Regions from separate parts of the Mus musculus genome. Here regions 1, 2, 3 and 5 are each linked to region 4. A link is a contact called in public HiChIP or PLAC-seq and promoter capture Hi-C data. All regions are on one chromosome and are shown on one strand. The core of a region is the stretch at or near the end of the contact, and the rest is flanking DNA. Distances in the headings are between cores, read along the strand shown. Region 1 holds the start of Ccni (cyclin I). Region 2 overlaps Septin11 (septin 11). Region 3 holds the start of Sowahb (sosondowah ankyrin repeat domain family member B). Region 4 holds the start of Scarb2 (scavenger receptor class B, member 2). Region 5 holds the start of Septin11 (septin 11).

The links. Promoter capture Hi-C pulls out the DNA fragments that hold promoters and counts their contacts. HiChIP or PLAC-seq counts read pairs in DNA pulled down with a chosen protein or histone mark.
Region 1: an H3K27ac HiChIP or PLAC-seq map of regulatory T cell precursor shows a contact between it and region 4, with 4 times the contacts expected there. The contact joins the promoter of Ccni here to the promoter of Scarb2 in region 4. A contact is called at or near these places in 7 of 39 promoter capture datasets (3T3-L1-derived adipocytes, the C10 cell line, cranial neural crest and 4 more), 4 of 484 Hi-C or Micro-C datasets (CD8 T cells, the N1E-115 cell line, muscle stem cells and 1 more), 8 of 115 datasets of contacts at active chromatin or transcription factors (astrocytes, bone marrow-derived macrophages, effector CD8 T cells and 5 more) and 3 of 9 other capture datasets (adipose tissue, liver and pancreatic islet).
Region 2: a contact with region 4 is called in an H3K4me3 HiChIP or PLAC-seq map of bone marrow-derived macrophages, with 4 times the contacts expected there. The contact joins the enhancer-like site here to the promoter of Scarb2 in region 4. A contact is called at or near these places in 3 of 39 promoter capture datasets (cranial neural crest, hippocampal neurons and pre-B cells) and 4 of 115 datasets of contacts at active chromatin or transcription factors (the NIH/3T3 cell line, astrocytes, bone marrow-derived macrophages and 1 more).
Region 3: a contact with region 4 is called in a promoter capture Hi-C map of hippocampal neurons, with 2.5 times the contacts expected there. The contact joins the promoter of Sowahb here to the promoter of Scarb2 in region 4. A contact is called at or near these places in 6 of 39 promoter capture datasets (cranial neural crest, embryonic stem cells, frontonasal cranial neural crest and 3 more), 1 of 484 Hi-C or Micro-C datasets (cerebellum) and 2 of 115 datasets of contacts at active chromatin or transcription factors (bone marrow-derived macrophages and pancreatic cancer cells).
Region 5: a contact with region 4 is called in an H3K27ac HiChIP or PLAC-seq map of microglia, with 13 times the contacts expected there. The contact joins the promoter of Septin11 here to the promoter of Scarb2 in region 4. A contact is called at or near these places in 3 of 39 promoter capture datasets (cranial neural crest, hippocampal neurons and second pharyngeal arch cranial neural crest), 8 of 484 Hi-C or Micro-C datasets (the Ba/F3 cell line, LSK cells, the N1E-115 cell line and 5 more), 6 of 115 datasets of contacts at active chromatin or transcription factors (astrocytes, bone marrow-derived macrophages, embryonic forebrain and 3 more) and 2 of 9 other capture datasets (adipose tissue and liver).

What each region holds. Positions count from the first base shown.
Region 1 is chr5:93,205,050-93,207,786 of GRCm38.p6, reverse strand. It overlaps Ccni (cyclin I), which reads left to right and starts at 1,292. Exons shown (of 7, transcript NM_017367.3): 1 at 1,292-1,873. It overlaps 2010109A12Rik (RIKEN cDNA 2010109A12 gene), which reads right to left and starts at 1,269. Exons shown (of 3, transcript NM_029363.1): 1 at 1,064-1,269. The coding sequence starts at 1,107.
Region 2 is chr5:93,151,368-93,154,177 of GRCm38.p6, reverse strand. All of the region lies in intron 3 of Septin11 (septin 11), which reads right to left. Among named protein-coding and RNA genes, the nearest start is that of Ccni, 54 kb to the left of the region's middle. Within about 2 kb of position 1,522, at least 163 of the 459 cell types and tissues checked have an H3K27ac peak or open chromatin away from gene starts, as enhancers often do. A contact at or near this core is called in bone marrow-derived macrophages, where this site is marked.
Region 3 is chr5:93,043,644-93,046,343 of GRCm38.p6, reverse strand. It overlaps Sowahb (sosondowah ankyrin repeat domain family member B), which reads left to right and starts at 1,322. Exons shown (of 1, transcript NM_175270.4): 1 at 1,322-2,700. The coding sequence starts at 1,486.
Region 4 is chr5:92,504,210-92,506,909 of GRCm38.p6, reverse strand. It overlaps Scarb2 (scavenger receptor class B, member 2), which reads left to right and starts at 1,253. Exons shown (of 12, transcript NM_007644.4): 1 at 1,253-1,718. The coding sequence starts at 1,602.
Region 5 is chr5:93,092,034-93,094,733 of GRCm38.p6, reverse strand. Septin11 (septin 11) reads right to left here and starts at 1,318. Exons shown (of 10, transcript NM_001009818.2): 1 at 1,137-1,318. The coding sequence starts at 1,163.

The DNA of each region.
Region 1 (2,737 bases), core at 43-2,542, 700 kb before region 4:
AGCCCAGAGCAGGTTAAAGGCGTTTCCACACTGGTCTGAAATTTTCCATCTTAATCCTTCTGCTACTGACACTTGTTTATGAGGTCAGAAATCAAATACTGAGAGCCTTTCACATACAGAAATGCAGTATAAAACAAACTATACAAGATCCAGGCCATCCATGAGTTCATATGGGGAGGGGATGGCTATAGAGTAAAACAGTCTTTTGGGTAATTTCATACAGTGATCAATGGGTATCTCTGTGCCTGAGTTGCAAACTCCTTGAAGACAGGAGCCTTTTGTTTTCAAGCTAATTCCAGTTCTGTAAAAACCTGATCGGGTTTTTTTTTTGTTTTTGTTTTTGTTTTTTTCCAGTGATGTAAAATGAATGCTTGACTAGGTAAATGGTTAAGTTCCAGGTCTCCCCTTCTTCCCAAAGCTATCTGCATTCTTTTCATAAGTAGAACCATTGTAAGATTTGCAAAATTTACCAACTGGAGTAAAAAGTACTCAAGTAAATAAAACACATTTAGTTCACATTCGTTAAGGACCTAGTTAGTGATAAACAGGACCCTGAAATACTAGACATACTGGCTCATGACTAGAATTCCATTGGCGCACAGCCAAGCCGTCAGTAGTCTAATCCACTGTTTTTACAAGTAGCCTTAAGCACGCAGGATATGATCCCCTTAATTTTCTTAATTCTAAAGTGCTTCAGTCTCCCATCACCCACAGGATGGTTAAAAAGATGCATGTCCTTACTCACTAATAGGAACGGGACAACATAATTTTGCGTAAGGTCAACAAAGAATGTGATCTTTACACAAAAGATCTCCATCCACGTCTAATAAATTCGTTCAGGAGGGCTAAGGACAAGTTGGGCTGGGAAACACTGGGAGACTCTAGGTTGGGCGCAGGCGCTCACCCAGAAACCCTTCCCTGAGGCTAGGCTCCTTTCTTTCCAGAGGCGCATGCGCAGCACACTCTCCGGCCACTGCACGCCTCCTCGGCTAACAAGCCTCTTACGTCACCGAACAGGCGGCGGGGGTTCTTCCGCGCGCCCGAGGAAAAAGAGTCCGCGCACCTTTCCTTCTCTTTGTGCACACAAAATGCACTTTCCCTTTTCATCCCAGTCCCAGCGCCTTCCCCAGGTCGTCTCCGGAAGCTCGTCTTTGTTCAAACTCTCCTGTGCGTCCATAAGACACGGAAGTTCGTCTTTGTTCAAACTCTCCTATGCGTCCGTGGGACACCGGAGGTGGCCAGGAAGAGACGAGAACACTGGCGTTGTTTACAGACACGCGCGGCCGAAATCAGTCCGCGAGGGCGGGGCTAGGCGGCCGGCGCTTTTTCGTACGCTCCTCCCTCCCCAGCCTTCCCCCGCGAGCGGACGCGCCAGCGCCTCTGTCTCGCTTTTTCTTATTTTCTCCCCCTTTCCCCTTCCTTTTCTTTTCTTTTTTCCCCTTCCCCCCTTCCACCATTTCCCCTCGGAGGCGTTTCCCTCGGGCAGGGGCAGAGCCGGCCTCACCCCGCGCCTCTCCCCGGCCCCCGCCGCCCTATGGCGAGAGGGCGCCCCCTCCTCACCCGGGCACCAGCGGCGGCGGTCGGAGGAGCGGGACCGGCGGCGGCGGCCTCGGGCCCAGGGTCATCATGGAACTAGTTCGCTGAGTGACCCCTCGGCCGCAGCCGTGCGTCCCGCCCGAGTACCCGCGCCCGCCGGCCCGGTTTGCCCTCTTCTCCCTCCTCAGACGGCCCGGCCCTGGTCCCGCGCGCCCCGCTGCCGCGCGCCGAGGATCATGAGGTGGTAACGGGCCCCCGGATGACCCCGCGTCACCACTGTGAGGCCTACAGCTCTGCCGGGGAGGAGGAGGAGGAGGAAGAGGAGGAGAAGAAGAAGGTGAGGGCGGGGGCGCGGCGCGGTCGCCGTGCGCGCCGCTGGAGTGGGAGCTCGCGGGGGCGCGCGCCGCTCCCCCGAGGACCGGTCCCCTCGGCGAACCTTTCCTGGGCACCTCGGGGACCCCCTCGCCGTCTCTGGCAGCGCTGCGTGGGTTTCCTTTGAGCCCGGCCTTTTTTTCTTTTTTTTTTTTTTTTTTGGTCCCCAAGTAACTTGTAGCCACAGCCCGTCACCGACTGGGGTGCCAGTTCCAGGCTCCGCGAGCCAGTGCTAATAAAGAAGGTGACACACCCCCACCCACAGAAGCCACCGATCCCTCGTGACCACCGAACATAATTTACCGGGCAGAGTATTGTGAATGTCAAGCCAATAGTTATCTTCCTCTGCCCTACCCCCCCCCCCCCCCGCCACCCACACACCGCGCGCGGGAGTGTAACGTCGTCTAGGGCTTGGGCCGGTGGAGGAAACTAGAGAGGTGAGGGAACTGAGTTGCATCATAAAGGACAGAAAAATGCCGAATTTTGCAAGAGCTAAATGCTCTCTGCAGAGTTAGCCTGCTCCACCGCAGGTCATTTAGGCAGAAGTTGAACATTGTGTAGTAAATTCGTGGAAAGTGTGAGGTAAATAGATCAACGAGGTAAATGGATCAACTGAAGGTCTTAGAATAGCAAAGTAAAATACTTACGTTTCACTTTGTCAGTGAAGAGCCATTGAGTGTTTGAACAGCAGCCTGGTAAACCTAGAAACTTTCTGGACAGCTAGGGATGGAGACATACACACACATACATATATGTATGTACCCTGTCTTAAAAGGGGTTAAAAAAAGGGTTAGGTTAAAAGCCAAGAGTATTTGTTTATTCTGGTCAA
Region 2 (2,810 bases), core at 273-2,772, 650 kb before region 4:
GGGGCTTACAGTGGGAAAAGGCATTAACCCTTTCAGTCTCCAGGGGACCCGATCAGAGGGACTTCATTTTAGCAGCAAAGAGAAAGACAGATCCATTAGAAACACAAGGTCTCCTGAGAAATACTCTCTGGTGAACCATTCAGTTGTATGAAAATAAAAGTCTTTGAATACCCAGATCCCAGAGCCACAAATCAACTAAAAGCCCCAACAGGGCATTACAAATCCTTACAATAAGGCTGCCAAGGGACGTCCTGAGGAGCGTGGCAGAGAGCAGAGTCGTGACCAAGACTGAAACAATCAGCAAACTGGTTTTGTATTGTTTAGGATAGGAGGGGAAGAAGAGGCTGGGGGGAGGGGGGCACAGTGAAACAGGACAAGCATGACTATGTGTTGGTGTGTCTCTGCTTATCTGTGTGTCTGTCTGTACATGGAGGCTAGAGGTCAGCCTCAGACATTGTCCCTCAAGAGCCATTTCCTTTTTGGGGGTTGGGGGGTGGTGACAGAATCTCCTACTGGTTTGGGACTTGGCACGTAGGCCAGGTTAGCTGGCCACTGAGACTCAGGACCCTCCAGCCTCTCCCTCCCCAGAGCTGGAATTGCAGGCTTGTCTCACCACCCTTGGCTCTTTGATGTATGTTTTAATCTTGAGTGTGCTATCACCCCAGTCCCTTGCTTAGGTGTTTTAAGGCAGAGTCCTGATGTGTAGCTAGCCTTGCACTTGCTCTCTTGCCAGCCTCAAACTTGTAGCGTTCCTGCCTCAGCTTCCAAGTACTGGGACCACAAACATGCATTCCTACATGGAGCTTCTAAATAACTGCTCACTAGTTTGTCCTTCAATGATGTGATCTTTACCCATTAGTGGAATGTAAACAGTCGCTCTACAGGTATTTAAAAAAATAAAAGGTGGAATAAGTCTCCAAGTTAAAATGAGAATTGAAAAATTCTCATGCAATAGATAGTGACTGATAAGATTCTTTGTTTCTCAATTTCGAAATATAGGCATAGATTACATAACAATACTCGTGCTTGTTATTTTGAGATAGTTGTGTAGGAGAATCATGGATTTAGGCCACAGTGTCTGAGACCCAAAGTAAGCATTCTAGTCACCAAGTAACTAGCTCCATGGCCTTGGACAGGTCACCAAAATTGTTCTGTGTTTCTCCCATAAATAAGTCAGATGCAAAAACAATACCTTGAATAGACCCTGGTACACGCTTCTAGTCCCAGTACTTAGAGGCAAGGAGAAAGAAAGGCAAGCATACAAGGCCAGTCTCAGCTACACAAGTTCCAGACAAGCCTGGGCTACAAGAGTCTAAAATTAATCGGAGAGCTACAGTGGCAGGCGAATGAACTAGTTGATGCAAAGTATATACTGGGTAGCCACTTCATGATGTCATAAACACAGAACACAGTAAACCGAGGACAGTGGCTCTTTAAAAAAGAGGAGGGAGAGACCCAAGAACTGCACACCCTTTTCAGTTCCTACTTGTCTTATGCTGAGCCCCACCCTGTGGGGAAGTGGGTGGCCCACAGAGGTCCACCCATCATGTCTCGGGGTAAGCCTTGGGGTTTCCTGACACTGGGGCAGGTTGGAGGGTTAGGCTCTCCCCGGCAACTTCTTATCCCTTTGGGAGGAAAAGCCACCCCCAGTGTGCCCTTGTCTCCTTGTTTCTGAGTCAGGGCTGTCTCTGCCTCCTCTGAGGAGCAGTCCAAGTTGGTTCCTGCTCTCCTTTGATTCCCTCTCTTGCCTCTTATGCTTGATGAGTGTCCATGCTTGGGGGAGGCGAGGCATGGCCGGGACCCTTTCAGAATTGGATTTTGAGTCCTTTGTTTTCTTTGTACCCCAGGCCTCCTTTGCTGCTTCTTCCAAGGTTCTGCCTAACCTTCACCCCCACCCTGTGCTCTCCCCGGAAAACCACATTTACTCTGAATTTCCTTTAGCATTTCTTCGATGACACACTACTTTCAACCTCCAGTCCCACCCTGGTCTCTCCCCACACACTTCAACAGTTTGTCAAATATTTCCAATTGCTCTTCTACAGAGCCCTGCCTAGTCATCCCCCGGCTGTGGGTGCCAGCAGCCCGAGCTCAAACTGAGTATCCCTTTACCTTCACAGCCAAGCCTGAAATCTCTGTGCATCGAGCATAGGTGACATCACTAACAAAATAAAAACCCATCAATAAAAGGAAAGTGGCATGCATTTGGGGGTTTGTTTGTTTTAAGTAAAGTCCAGGAAGAGAAAGGACCTGAGGGGGGAATAGGGAAAAAGGAGGGAGGAGAAATTACATCATTATAAACAAACAAAAGACATGTTCTCTTGGAGACCTATTTCCTTAGGCTAAAGTTTCATTATGGGAAAGAAACAAAGAAACAGTTTCCTGGGGGGGGGGGGGGGGGGGGGGACCAGAGGCCAGACAGCTCTTCAGCCCTTGTATCCTTGAAACAAGTTCCAAGGTCCCTCAACCCCTTCCACTTCTGCAGTCAGCCAGAAAGATAAAGCTTACACCTAACTTAACTACCGTCTGTTACTTTCAGGGCTAAGCACGGAACCCTGTTACTTTGTGTGTGGCCAGTTCTCCAGGCTGCAGGAGCTGGGGAGAACCAAGCAGCTTTAACTTAATTCCCTTTGAGGGAGCATTCCTCCTGCTGCTCACTTTATTCCTGTACTGCTAGGCATCAAAAATTACAGTGAGACCAGTTGTCAAAGGGAAAAACTATTCTAAGCCATTTTCTTCTCTGATCATTCTTACACAGTGGAATGGATTACCCATGACTTTCAGGTTGGTGACCTTAAAGTTCATGGCACCTC
Region 3 (2,700 bases), core at 73-2,572, 540 kb before region 4:
GGCTGCAACGAGGCTGTGCAGAAGACAAAGGGGCTTGAGGCTACAAGAGATAGGTACTGTTGACAGTATGCAAATCAACTCAAGATAAAGAAGAAAGAGAGTCACCCAGACCAGACAGAAATGTAGGGCTTTATGGATGAAGTGTGCTGCTGTGGCTTAACTCTTCCCTCTTCAAAGGGGGCTAAAGAAAAACTTGAATCAGGGTGGACTCAGCAGCCCTTCAACAGACCAAGAGAGTCTAGCGTCCCCTTTCCTGGGGTGGAATCAAATCCTCGTCGCGATTTCAACATTTTAAATGTGTGGAGGAAAACTTGCATTCTCAAAGCAAAGACTTCACAAAGAAGTCAACATGAAACAGATGGAGCGAATCTCTTCTCTTCACAAATCTTAGACTAAATTAAAAAAAAATAACTCTGGGTATCAAATACCTTAGCTAAGGAGATAATTCCTCTGGATTTTGGCTTCCTAGGAAATGACCTCTCTGATAGCGAATCCTCCCCCAACACCTCTGGCACTGAGCATTGTAATATAAGACAATGATGCCGGAAAATGAAAGGCAAAACCCAACCTTCGTCTGTAGCTTTCAGAGTGATTTCGCTCTCAGTACAGACTTAGGCAGGTGTGTCTGAACTCCTTGAAGAGAATGTCCTGGGAGCCGCCTTCTCAGTATCTTGTTATCGACAAACTAAAAGAGATTTGGTTTGGATCTCGGTGGGTTTTTTTTTTCCGGATCCCGCCGGATTCTGCAATTGGGAACCCCGAGCCCCTCCCCAGACCGAGCTAATAAAGAGAAACAGCGGGGAGCCAATCTATTGGACCCTGACCCGTGAAGACTCTAGCTGTAACTCGTGCCGCGGGGAGAGAGGGACCTAGTCGACCTCCCTCTGCTTTAGTTTCTAGCCTGGCGGGCACTCTGAGGGACAGCCAGTCGCCTACCTGCCTGACATCTCCCAGGCCTCGGGGTAGCTGCGCGCCCGGGAGAGCTGTTCCCCTCCGGCTCAGTTCGCCCTCGGCCTCACCTCCCACGCTGCCCGCGACTGTGACCAGCCTGACTCACCCCGGACGGGTGGCGGGGGTTGGGGGATACTTCAGAAGGCGGAGGTACTGGAGGCGGGCTGAGCCCTTCCCCCAGAGCCCAGGAGGAGGCGTAGCCAGAGCGCAGGTGAAACCGACTCCGACCTATCCCGGGAACTTTCGCTGCGGGGACTCGCTGCGACAGGCCAGCGTCGTTCAGGGGCGGCCCAGGAGCCGCCCCCTGCCACCAGGGTTGCGCGCGGGGACTCTGCCTGGGCACCCGCCCCTAGGGACCCTCGGCCCTCCTGGAGCGCCCTGGGGATGCGGGCGGCGCCGGCCTCCGCGGCTGATGGAGGCGGGTGGCGCCACCCTGGGCGCAGGTGACACTCTCCAGGCCTGGGTTTCGGTCGAAGGGGAAGTGCGCTGGGAGCTCGAGACGCAGCCGCCCCAGGGACTAAGGACCCAGCAGCGATGGCCGGAGAGCTGAGCCAGGAGGCACTGCTGGACTTTCTGTGCCAGGCCGGGGGCCGAGTGCGTAACGCAGAGCTGCTGAGCCACTTCAAGAGCTTCCTGCGCGACCCTCACGTGTCTCCAGGCCAGCTGCAGGAGCGTCGCGAGCGCTTCAAGGGCTTCGTGAACTCGGTGGCCGCAGTGCGCCAGGACCCCGACGGCACCAAGTACGTGGTGCTCAAGAGGAGGTACAGGGACCTACTGGGGGAGGAGGGCCTGCAGCGACCGGGCCCTGTAGATGGAAAGCCGCGGGGCCACCGCCGCCGTGACCCGGAGCCGCAGAAGCCGCCGGCAGGTGCGGGGACCCAGGTGGACGTAGGTGGCAGCGCGCAGAAGGTGGCCGGGCCAGACCCCAGCCCGGAGGACAGCCCGAACCAGAGGACACCGGAGCCAGAGGCTGCTCAAGCCAGAGGCAGGTGTGCGGCTGTGGGGACGCGAGGACGCTGCTGCTGGGAGTGCCAGCAGAACGGCTGGGGACAGTCCACCGGACAGCCGCTGCCAGAAGATCTCGGAGACCCTGCAGTCGCCTGCGAGAAGCCGGAGCGCGCTGCACCTGCCCGGGATGACCTCGGAGCTCCGGGGTGGCTGAGGGAAGGAGAGGCCGCCGAGCACGCGCCTGGATCTGTACCGCCTGTCTGGCCTCCGACCGCCGTCGAGGCTGCTGGCAGCCCGACGTCCCCGCCTGCTCTCCCGCCCCACCCGGCGCCCTCCAGAGAGCCACTGGAGCTGTTTACCGCCGGCTCCCCGAACCATTCAACCCAGCAGCTGCAGCAACAGCACCAGCGCACTCAAGAGTGGGTAGCCAGATACCTGCAGGTGCCTGAGCCCGAGATCCAGGCGCCCACTCGCGCCTGGTCGGTGTTGCCAGACAACTTCCTCCAGCTACCTTCAGAAACCGCCTTTGGGGTCTCGGAGACCAGCTCGGCGCTGCCAGAGCCCGCTCTGTCTTTTCATTCTCTCCTTCCCGTGGTTCTCGATGAGTCCTCAGAATCCTGGCCAGGGAACGCTCCATCTACCGTCTTTCGAAGCATTCGTTGTCAGCTGTCCCTCCAGGATCTGAATGACTTTGTGGAGCAAGAGAGCCATGGAAGTGAGGAGAGCAGCAGTGGACCCAAAGAATCTCCCGGAACCCCCGAAGAGGGGCTGCAACCTGTCTTGAGAACTTCCTCCTGGGGG
Region 4 (2,700 bases), core at 4-2,503:
TGCACATACCTCCCCCCCCCCATTTTCTTTTAGATTTTATTTTACTCTGCTGGGTTTTTTCCTTTATCTATTTTTTCAATTTTAAGACAGAGCTTCTTTTGTGTGCTTCTATTTTGCTTGTTTTCTTTCCTCTTTTGAGACAAGGTCTCCCTCTATGGTACAGGCTGCCTCCAGTGTCACGATTATTTGAGTGTTTTCCATCCTGGTGGGCTGACTCCTTAATGATAAGGACACTGGCCTGGCCAAGAAAATGTCAGTTCAGATCTTCCCCTGCAGATGGCATTAGTGACTGATGAGCCTCTCAGCTGTTGAACACGACTGAAATCTATCCCAAGCTGGTAAAGACTAACTTCTCAAGGTTGCTCCCAGTCCGCTGATTAAGCACAACAGGGATATTTAAGGCAGGTCTACATCTGAGATATGTCAGAATTTGGGGACATGCCAGTTTGCCTCAAGGACTACTCTCTCCCCACGGCTTTGCTGAACTTGTAGGTATTACTTTGCACCCAGCTTCCCTACTTGCCTTTTCCCATTAACGAAATCACACCCCACCCCCCACATCCCAACTCCAGTTCCTCTTACAACCTGTACAGCACTTCTTTCTGCTTCATAATAGGGCTGCCGCGTGTTTGTGTGTCTGTATGTGTGTGCCAGTCACGGAACTAACCCTTATTCAACTGATGATGACAAAATAGACAACAAACACCTGCTCTACTTGACTTGCTTCTCTGTTAACGCCCTTTATCAGGACACAGAGCCTTTCAAAATCTGATCTCCGAGGGCTTGGCACCACAAACCCTACAGCATAAGGCCTAGACTACTCAACAGTTAACTCCCTTGCCTTCAGTCTGCGGAGGCAAACGCCTCCTCCTCACTTTCTTGAGGACACACTCTGACTTATTCCTGAAGACCCAGTTCAACCCAACAAGGCTCTGCAGGTACAAATCAGGCACAAGTCAGCAGGCACCTTGTAAAAGCATTAGTTACATTGTACTTAAATCTTCCAAGGAACTCGGGAGATCCTCTGGAGTAAGGGAAACCGCGCGTCCAGCCGGGGTTCCCCATGCTTGGCCCACCGTGGGCCCTCAGCAGAGATCTGAAGGAGAAAGAAAGCGGCAGAGCGAATGGGGAAGGGCGATTTCAGTTCCCTGGATGACCGCGCCGCCTGCAGGGAGAGGATGCAGGCGCAACCCCGCCGAATCGCAGGGGCCGCTGCAGGGCACATGACTGAAGGCCTCCGCCCGGCCCCTCCCGCTTCCCGGCGCAGTCGCCAGCCGTCACCATCACCGCCGCCGCGGCTTGCTGGCGAGCCCCACCAGCCCGCGTCACCGCTCTGCGCGCTCCCTGCACCTCCCTGGCTGCAGCAGCCGGAGAAAACGAAAGCCAGGCGGCCCCGGCACTCGCGATCGCACCGGCTCTGCTGCTCATTCCGGTATCTACTCCAGGGCTGTGCGCACTGCGCGGGCAGCGGCTGAACACGCACGGAGAAGGTGCGGGAGCCGCAGGGGCCCCGGGCTTTGGGCGGCTGCTGCTCGGCCTTGGCGGAGGCTTGTTCCAGCTCGCCGTTCGGTCCCAGGCCTGGCCGGTGAGCTGCGCGCAGTATGGGCAGATGCTGCTTCTACACGGCGGGGACGCTGTCTCTGCTGCTGCTGGTGACCAGCGTCACGCTGCTAGTGGCTCGAGTCTTTCAGAAGGCGGTAGACCAGACGATCGAGAAGGTGAGGCAGGCTAGTGTGTGTGTGTGTGTGTGTGTGTGTGTGTGTGTGTGGTGTCTTTCTAGGCCACCCTCCCATTGCGGACCCTGTGTGGGGAGAGTTGCGTTGGCGCCGAGCCTGCAGAACACAGCTCTTGTTTGCCTCCCCGGGTTGGCAGGATGTGGAGACTTGAGGTGACTCTTCCTTTTAAATAACCTGTAAGTCTACAGATCTCGACTTTGTAGAAAAGCCTTGCGTTTCCGTTCTATCCTTAGCAATTCTCCACACCCCTCTACGCACCCGGTCTATGTTGAGCCCTGTTTCCCTCGCACTTGACAAAGAAATAGAAATGCGTAAAAGCACCGCAGAAGAGGCTGGCTTTGTAGGCTTGCCCGCGCAGCCTTTGAAACGGAGTGAGCCTGGGGATGAGAAGTGGGTGAGAGGTCTATTGTGTTCTCCTTCCTGGGCTGGACAGGGTAGGGTAGGGTAGGGCAGGGCAGGGCAGGGCAGGGCAGGGCAGAGCAGATGGCAAACAGTCTAGGCTTTAGGAATGGGTGACATTTTATCCATTGCAGTTAGTGCTTAGCGGCTCTGTGTCTCGCAGACAGCCCTGTCTCTGTTTCATACTTGTGCTCATCAGCCATTACTTGGGTAATTAACGAATTTGGACCTGTCTCCCAGGGTGTTTGATGGGGCCTGAAAACTGGTCATGTGGAAGACTTCTCCATCCTGGGGCCACCCTGGTCACTTTTTTCTTTTACCCTTTCACCCACATTCACCAGGCACGGTGGAAAGAGGAACTGGAGAGAGTTACTAGGGTCACCTTTTCCTTTAAAAATAAAGAGCTAAACAAATGAGTCACTGGGGTAGCCTTTCTCATTAGCATCATTCTTATGCATAATGTCTCGCTGATCTCTGTTGCTGTCTCCCAGGTACAAAAGCTTAGGCTTGAGAGTCTGCTTGGAGTCACTGTATTCCAGATTAATAAAATTAGTTGCCTTATTCC
Region 5 (2,700 bases), core at 69-2,568, 590 kb before region 4:
TAGCTGCAAAGTTCGAAAGGGAAAATTTAAAAAAAAAAGATGGGGTACTAGCCAGGGAAGGACTCCCCCGGAGTCGCCCCCAGGGCAGACCAGGCAAAAGTGGGCAATGAACGTTGACAAAGAAAACCCGAGAGAAGAGGACTCCGCCTTTCCCACTGGGCTTGGCTCCTTTCAATAAAAAGGAAAGGCGGCCACTGCCGCCACCGCCCCTTCCCTCCTTTTCACCCTAGGCTAGAGAGCAGACCCTAAACTACATCCTCAAAGTCCTACTCGCTCTAGCTGGCTGCCGGAGTTGGAAACCCAGAGCCTACACTCCCAGAGGCACAGCCCGTGGCGCGTACCCCAGCCCAGAGCATCCCCTCTCTGACTTCGGGTGCTGGGACACTTCTCCAGGCACGCACCCTCCCTTCCTCTTCCCGGAGCCCCGTATTCACTACTGCCGCCCCCGGCCTGCCAGCCGCAGAGTATTTCAGGACTTCCACCCACCCCGAAAGGGAGCCCTTTGAAAACTTTGTGTGTGTGTGTGTGTGTGTGTGCCTAGGGCTTTGTCCACATCCTGGGCAGGGCCCGGGTCACCCGGGTGGGCGCCTGAGGGTGTCCGGAATTTCACAATGCACCCGGGGGGGGGGGGAGTAAACCACCACGGAAATCCCACCCCTTTGACCCGCTTCTACGGCCGTGTGACACAGCGCTTCAGCACCCAATTCTCATGCCCGGATCGCCCCCAGGGCGCGAGAGAACCGCGAGGAAACCCTCCTCAGTCAGCGCCTTCCTCCTCTGTCACCAGCTAAGCCTTGTGCGCCGTGAGAGAGAGGTAGCTGGGGAAAGCAGCAGCTCAAGCAATCTCTTCTAAGGGCGCCTCACAGAAGGGTCCTTTTCTTCCCACATCCCCGAAACAGGGGCGCGCCAAAGCGATCTAATGTTGCATCAGGTAGGCTCTGAGCCTGCGGGCTCCCCAAGCTCCCCTCCGCCCCAGACGCGCGCCCAAATTCATGCACACACCCACAGCCCCCAACAGCCACCACCCAGAGCCCCCCTCCTGATCCCCGCAAGTCTCCACCCGCACGCGCCCCGAAGCGGAGACCACCCGGCGCCCCGGGATCAGCACGCTAGAGAAGTGAGGCCCCAGTACTCACACTCGGTCTCCCCACCGCCACGGCCATCGCGACTGTGGCTCTGGCTGCTCTTTACCGACACTGGCTGCTGCTGGTGCTCCGGCTCCCGCTGGCCTCCCCCGCGCCTCCCTCGCGGCTGCGCCCTGCTCGCGCCCGGCTCCCGCGCGCCTCCAGCCGCATCTGCTCGCCCGCGCCGCCCCGCCCGCTTTATTCCAGCAACATGGCCTCCCGCCTGGACTCGACCATTAGCTGCCCCGGGACGGGGGTGCAGAGAGATCCCCAGCCCCAGCCGAGCAGACGAACGCAGCAGGTGAACCGTGATCCTGGTCAGCTGATAAGATGATACGCTTTGAAGTCAGCCACCTTCCTTCCTGTGGCTTTCTTCCGTCCCATTAAAGCGTCCTGTGCCGGGACACTGCCCGACACTCCCCCTGTTGCAACACGTGCTGGGGTCCGCGTAAAAGCCTAGGCGCGGAGGTCCCAACCCCGAGCTGCCACGCGCTGCGCGGAGCCGGCACCTGGGGCTGCTATGGGGTGGGGCAGGGAGGCTAGGGGACCGCAGGGTGCAGAGGTTGTACCTCTGGAAAATTGACCTGGTGACACGCCCCACCCGGAGGAGCCCTCTTAGAAGGTGCGGTGGGTAACTTACTAGGGCCGAGCGCGCCCCACGAGGAAAGAATTGCCGGTCTGCTGGGCCTTCCATCAGAAAGGAGACTAAACCAGCTGCTGGAAGCCGTCGCTGTGGTGTGCGGCCGGGCTGGGGACCGCTTTTCCAGAAAAAGAGGACCTAGTCGTGAACGACCCAACCACCGCTGCTGGGGACAGGGAAATTAATTAATTAATTAAAAAAACTTGAGTGCTCGCTGGAAAAATTAAGCCGTTTGTGAGCTTGCTCCAGAGCTTTTCCCACCGTGTCACACTGGAGAGGTTACTGGTGCGAAGAGGTCAGTGGACGTGATATTGGATCCCGGAGACAGACCGGATGACCCAGGGCCCGGAGGCGTGCAAGCTCAATCCTGGCTGCGGGGTGTGGTGCACAGCGAAGGCGAGAAGCGGGTGACAAGTGGGTGCGACTCACAGCACAGGGAACTGGGAGGGCTCCTCCACCACTAAGAAGGACTTCCCCCCACCCCCACCCCCAGCAGATGTTGGAATAATTACAGTGTCTGAGTGGCAGGCGAAATGGCGGGGTCCTTGTACATACATCTGACATAGGCTTAACAGGGAGAAGTGTAATGCGCTGTGGGTGTCCACGCATGGTAGACCCACGATCACGTGAGGATAGCTACTCACGTGAGTTGAGGAAAGTAGGTGACTTGAAGCGCAGGGGAAGAGGCAAGGGAAGGGCTGTATTTAGCCCACATGAACGCGCCCACGGGGCAGGGGCGTGGGGGGAGAACTAGGGCGGGCATCTGAGAGTCATACCTGAGACTTCAAACATCCAAGTTTCTGGGAACCCACTTTTGGCTACGGGATTCAGATGCTCTCTGTCCAGTCTTTGGCTGAGGGTAAGTGACTAGCACTGGTTCACCAGTAGCTGATCTGATGCTGGGCTGCTCTGGTAGGTGAGTGAGGAGCTAGAAGC